2 separate regions of the Sus scrofa genome follow, and region 1 is linked to region 2. A link is a contact called in public HiChIP or PLAC-seq data. All regions are on one chromosome and are shown on one strand. Each heading gives the region's core, a stretch centred on a gene start, on an enhancer-like site or on the middle of the called end of the contact. The rest is flanking DNA. Distances are from core to core; before and after follow the strand shown. Region 1 overlaps LOC106506439 (a long non-coding RNA gene). Region 2 overlaps SYNJ2 (synaptojanin-2).

Evidence for each region. HiChIP or PLAC-seq counts read pairs in DNA pulled down with a chosen protein or histone mark.
Region 1: an H3K27ac HiChIP or PLAC-seq map of skeletal muscle shows a contact between it and region 2. The contact joins two enhancer-like sites. A contact is called at or near these places in 9 of 47 Hi-C or Micro-C datasets (alveolar macrophages, embryonic fibroblasts, fetal skeletal muscle and 6 more) and 1 of 2 datasets of contacts at active chromatin or transcription factors (skeletal muscle).

The regions. Positions count from the first base shown.
Region 1 is chr1:9,309,565-9,312,748 of Sscrofa11.1, forward strand. The region is part of intron 3 of LOC106506439 (a long non-coding RNA gene); the gene reads right to left. Among named protein-coding and RNA genes, the nearest start is that of SNX9, 72 kb to the left of the region's middle. Within about 2 kb of position 1,482, at least 39 of the 83 cell types and tissues checked have an H3K27ac peak or open chromatin away from gene starts, as enhancers often do. A contact at or near this core is called in embryonic fibroblasts, liver, retroperitoneal adipose tissue and 1 more, where this site is marked.
Region 2 is chr1:9,047,585-9,050,541 of Sscrofa11.1, forward strand. It overlaps SYNJ2 (synaptojanin-2), which reads right to left. Exons shown (of 28, transcript XM_021086423.1): 7 at 2,918-2,957; 8 at 222-394. Among named protein-coding and RNA genes, the nearest start is that of SYNJ2, 60 kb to the right of the region's middle. Within about 2 kb of position 1,252, at least 43 of the 83 cell types and tissues checked have an H3K27ac peak or open chromatin away from gene starts, as enhancers often do. A contact at or near this core is called in embryonic fibroblasts, liver, retroperitoneal adipose tissue and 1 more, where this site is marked.

The DNA of each region.
Region 1 (3,184 bases), core at 232-2,731, 260 kb after region 2:
TGCTAGAGACATTATTTTTTTTAGGGCCTCACCTGCGGCTTATGGAAGTTCCCGGGCTAGGGGTTGCGAATCGGAGCCACAGCTGCCGGCCCACATCACAGGTACAGCAACGCCAGATCCAAGTGGCATCTATGACCTACACCACAGCTCCCAGTAATGCTGGATCCTTAACTAAGTGAGGCCAGGGATCGAATCTGCATCCTCATGGATACTAGTTGGGTTCATTTCTGTTGAGCCCCAAGGGGAACTCCCATAGAGACATTATCTACTGGAAACAAAACTTCACAACAATCTTATGAGGTAGGTATTATCATCTCCACTTTTTAATTTTTATTTATTTATTTACATATTTTGCTTTTTAGGGCCTCACTCATGGTATATGGAAGTTCCCAGGCTAGGGGTTGAGTCGGAGCTAAAGCCGCCGGCCTACACCACAGCCACAGCAACGCCAGATTCAAGCTGTGTCTGCGACCTACACCACAGCTTGTGGTAATGCCGGATCCTTAACCTGCTGAGCAAGGCCAGGGATTGAACCCACAACCTCATGGATGCTAGTTGGGATCATTAACTGCTGAACCACGAAGGGAACTCCATCTCTACTTTTTAAAACAAATTTTAAGTTTATCATTATTTTTTGCCATGCCCACAGCATGCAGAATTTCCTGGGCCAGGACTTGAACCCATGCCACAGCTGCGACCTGAGCCACAGCGGTGACAACATGGGATTCTTAGTCCATTGAGCCACCAGGGAACTCTGTTATCATCTCTACTTCTAAACTAAAACTTAGAGAAGCTGCATAACATTTCTAATGTTACCTAGCTAGTAAATGGCAAAACCAGGATTCAAATTCAGGTCCACCTAATTCTACAGCCTGGGCCCTTCTTAAATTGCCTCCGTGTTCCGGCAGAGATCCCGCCACGGCCAGGCTATCCAAGCGGCCTCTGACGTTTGTTCTCCCAGACAGCACAGAGTGGGTGTGCGAGAGCCACTCTGAACTTTGTGGGAGGCTGATGGTAGCTGTGACATCTTTCTCCCACAATTGCTGTATTTATTCTTTTAACCATGGGGGGCTCCCACCTCCCGGAGTCCATGCTCCTTACTGGACAGGTGCTTTAGGGGACCCTGGCCCCCATCTTTTAGGAAACGCTGATGATTAGAAGCAAAGCATGGCGCAAATGAATGTTATGAAACAGACAACTCACAGATACAGAGAAAAGACTTGCGGTTGCCAAGGGGGAGGGGGATAGGGGAGGGAGAGATTGGCAGTTTGGGACCAGCAGAGGCAAACTACAAGGTTCTGCTGTAGAGCCCAGGCAACTATAAGCAGTATCTTGTAATAAACCATAATGGAAGAGTAGAGGAAATAAGCAAACACGAACAAAGAAACAGAAACAGTGCGGCAGATGCTGTTGGGTCACCAGCCCCCCCCATCCGCCTCCTCCCAGGACTGGGGGATCATGTGCTTCAGGGAGGAAGTGGGTCCGACCACAGCCCTGGCATGTGATTCCTAATTAGCTAAATTACACTGGGAATTCCACTGCTTGCCAGTGATTCAGCAACGGGCAAGTGACCCAGTTCTTGTCAATGGGCTGTGAGGGAAAGTCAGCCAGGAGTTTCTGAGAGGAATTTCTGACGGTTCCTTTGCCAAGAGCTGTCCAAGCGGCTCCATTGGAAGAAGCTGGGCTAACATGCTGCACAACGCTAGGGGGCGCCAGCAGTGAGATTCTATGTGGATGGAGCCCCTTGGAATTACACAAAGAATACTGCTCAGGCAGAAAGCAAGGCCAAGGGTGCCCCCTGGAGGTGGGCAGCTTGGCTGTGTGTGGAGAGAGGGTTTCACTGAAATTTGAGCCACTTGGTATTTGCAATCCCAGGTGTACTCAGTAACAGCAACCGACCCAAGATTTTAAACCACAGAATGGCGCAGGCACAGAAGGCTTTCTGGTTCAACTGGGTTGCTGTCTGTTTCGCAAAATCCAGATTCTAGAGTCTCCTGGAGTTCGTTTCCCCCAGAGCCCTCATGCGGGGATAAACATCTTTGGTTTGAATCTTTGGGAGGATCAGGCGGGATGGAGCCGTCCAGCAAGGAGCAGTTCCAGGCCGCAAGGCCCTGAGGGGAGCGGCCAGGCCCTGGCTGACCCAGCCTCTGCCCCAGACTTGCGAAGCCTCCGGGCTCAGCTTTCTGTATCTCCCCTTGGCCTTCAGCTGTCGGCTTCCTGAGGACACGCGTCTAGAAAAGCCACCTTGCTCTCCTGGAGGATCTCTGACCCGTTCGGCCCCACGAGAACCTGCCCTGACCCCTGAGCTGCCGCCTCCCGCAGGCCTCTGCCGAGCTGCTGTGCTTTCTCAGCCTGACTCCCAGTTGGAAGTTCTGCTGGAAGACGCCGATACAACGTAGCAAACACATTTTTTTTTTTTTGACCTTTTGCCTTTTCTGAGGCCGCTCCCGCGGCATATGGAGGTTCTCAGGCTAGGGGTCGAATCAGAGCTGTAGCCGCCGGCCTACACCACAGCCACAGTAACGCAGGATTCGAACTGTGTCTGCCATCTACACCACAGCTCATGGCAATGGCGGATCCTTAACCCACCGAGCGAGGCCTGGGATCAAACCCGCAGCCTCATGGTTCCTAGTCGGATTCGTTCACCACTGAGCCATGACAGAAACTCCGTGCAAACAATTTTTTAAATGGTTTTTAAAAATTACAAATTTCCTCCCCAGGTAGTGCAGTTGTACATGCTCAAGGCGGAGAAGGAGGCTAAATCACCCCCCCCCAAGTGGCCCAGAGGGAAATGCTCTGAGTAGGTACGTATTTTCCATTTCCTTGTTTAACTAAAATTGTTACCGCTTTTGTCCTGACGACCGTCGTGACCATGATAGTTGCCCTCATCATATTTTTATTACGATTGTTCTTATCAGAGATGACTGATGAGGCTACGGTTACGCAACATTGACCGGAGGGTCTCTGTGCACACACGGTGTCCGATTGAACGAAACTGATGAGGCGCGTCCCCCATCCCTGTACTGTCTGGAGTTTCTCTGAAGGTGGAGACTCTCGAAATATTCCAGGTCTTTCTAGAGTCAGGGGCCACGTCGGGCTTGCAAGGGAGACATGCAAGGATGCTCCATCCCTTCCTGAGCTTACAGAAACATTCAGAAGCCCCCCCCTCCATCATGATCCAGGA
Region 2 (2,957 bases), core at 2-2,501:
AAGGCCGCACCGTTTCACCGAGGCCCCTGCATTACTATGTGTATTTTGCCTGAAAACCATGACTTATCATCAACTCCCAACATTGACAAGCACGCCGCACGGCAGGAAGGGAGAGGAGAAGCTGGAGCCCGACGGGCTGACATCGCGGAGCCCGGAGCCCCGGAGCCGCGAGGGCGGGCACGCGCTCCCCCAGCGGGAGGACCAGACGCAGCGAGACTCACCGTGGACTTACATTCTCGCCCGTGGTGAACACATCAAAGTCATCCCAGTGCAGCTTCAACTGGGGCCTCAGCAGGTTCTCCAATTTCTCTAGCTTCCCGCCTTTAGCAAACTGATGCAAGTCAAAGTTTATCATAGGTGTGTCGCCGGCGTGGCAGGAAGCCCAGAGCAGCTTCTGGAAGGGGAAGGGAGAGGGTGGCAGGACACCTGAGTGCGGACCGTGCCGTGTGACAGAGCACGGGGGAGAGCTGGAAGGCCTTCGGTGGACCCACTGACCAGCCCTGACCCGGAAAGGGCAGCGCAGAACAAAGACCCTGGGGACAAAACCACAAACAGTGTCCTGCCTGCAGGAGGGAAGAGGGTCCACGCTGGACAGGACGGTCAGAGCAGGCGTGGCTCCCCGGGGGCGCCCAGGGCCCCGCACCGACATCACCTCCCTCGGGGCTCTACCGAGGGTGCTGACGGGGAAGGACTGCTCTGTTCTGCAGGCACCTGAGGGCCATGGGCGCTCCAGGTACAGGGCAGTGCCCCAGGCTGCGGAGCTCATAATCCAGCTCCCGTTGCCCTAGTGACCAGCCAAGCCTCCGGGAGGGTGTGCTCAGGAGCAGCCAAGGCCCCCAGCCAGCACACCTCCAGGCCACCCCATGAGGGGAGGTGCCGCCCAATGGAGCTCCAGGGTCGGGGAGATGGGGCTCAGGGCCAGCAGCCCTGCCCCCCGCCTGGGCCCAGGTCCAGCCTGGGAGCTGGAGCAAAGGCCGAGCCAGAGATGGAGAAACATGGCAGGTGGATTCCAGGCAGGCGAGGCGTCCTGGCAGAGGTCTCCCTTCCACCCAGAGCACCTCAGCCAGCAAGCCCTCAGCACTCTGACCAGGCGGCCCCCATGGCAAAGGACGAACCCCGCTTTCCCAGGGCACCTGCCCTCGGCCGCCCACCAGATCCTCCTGCGTGGCTTCAGGTCAGGCTTGTCCAGCATTGCCAGCCAGGGTCACTGACTAGAAGGGCTCTGGGCCATCTGGTTCCTGTGACTCCCCAGGCACCAGACTGCAGATCAACACGCAGCCGCCGTCATCAGGAAGGTCTCGCTGTGTGGAAGAGTCAGCCCAGCTGAAGCATGCGCTTGGTGGCTTCATATTCTGGAGCAAATACCTGGTCTCTGTGGTCAGAGGCTGGCTGCTGGTGCATGGACCTCGGTGGGCACGTCAGTGTGGCAGAGCTGACAGGATGAGGGAGCTCCCTTCGGGGGACACCCCAGTCAGGACCACGACCCAGGTCTTTCCAGGTAGCATCTGCTTCTTACCTCCTACCTGCCCAGGAGCCTGCCCTCCCCCACTGGGCCACAGGCCTGCTGCCATCACCACCTTTCCTGCCCAGAGGTCCACCAGCTGATGGGGAGATGCTGAGGACACCTCCCCAAAATCAAGGCACAAAGGGGAAAAAAATCCTTGAGGGTTTTTTTTTTTTCCCTTTCTTTTTCTTCCTTAAAATAAGCTGCCAACACTGCTGCCAAGATGGGTGGGAGGGGAGAGACTTTTCAAGCTTGTTGCCAATAGCAACAAACCAAACAGGAAAAGCAGGTCTGGCCAAATGAAACTGGCCACCAGAACGTCTCTGAAAGCACGTGGCTTTCCTCCGCAGAGGGAAATGAGCACCAGCTGGACTCAGCTTCCCCGGGCCAGGAGCCAGGACTCCCCAGGAGTGAAGTCTGACTTCACATTCTCTCCACGAGGGGCCCCCTTGAGCTCTCAACAACCACAGGGCTTTTTTTCCCATCCAGCGGTGGCTTTGAGCAGCTGGAAAAGAGCTGTGGAGCCCACGGCCACAGCTCATTCTGCAGCTTTGTCCACAGTGGGCTGAAAACACACGGAAGCAGTGGGGACTCGGAGATGCGGGCAAGGTGGGCCTTGCTCTTACTGCTTCCTCCCCCGACGTGTGTCGGGAAGCCTCGGGGGGCCCACAGAGCACTGGGCACAGGAAGCAGCTTTCCAGGGCAGCCCAAACAAGAATGGAATATTTGAAGACGCCAAGTCAGCAGGAGGAAATCATGGAAGATGGCTCACTTTAAACCCAGCAGGGACTCTGAAGAGCCACTCAGGCACCAGTGCCCTGTGGGTGTCGGTACGAACCTGCCAGGAGCCGCTGGTCAGCAGCTGAGCCAGACCAGCAAGGAAGGAGGCAACTCCAAGTCCCTGAGCAGGTCAAGGGTGAAGCCCAAACATACGTGTGCACATGCACGCACACACGCGTGCATCTAAGAGAGCCAGGGACAGGCCCCGCCGTCCAGAGTCCTCAATGCCCCATGGGGAGCGCTGGAACAAAAACATGCTATAAAATTGGGTTATGATGATCATCGTACAAGTCCAAATGTAATAAAGTTCATTGAGTAATTTAAAAACTTAACACTAAAAACGAAAAGAACATTCGTCCAGAAAAAAACCCAAAAAACAACCAAAAAAACACACCTGGAGATGGGAGATGCTTTGTTTTCATTTTGAGCAAATTCCCCAGCCACCGCCCCCCAAAATTAAACTTTATTCATCAAGAGCCCCCATCATCTAAAGCTGAAGCTCTGATAGAAAAACCTCCACAAGCAGGAGGAACGCAATGCTGCGGTTTCCAGCCCCCGAGGAAGCCCGCCCAGAGCAGGGGCCCCTTGGCTCCCTCGCCTGCCCCCTCCCCGGGTCAAGGGGAAGCCACGTACCTTGAAGGCTCTGTTGAGCACCTCTTCTCCGCCTCTGCTG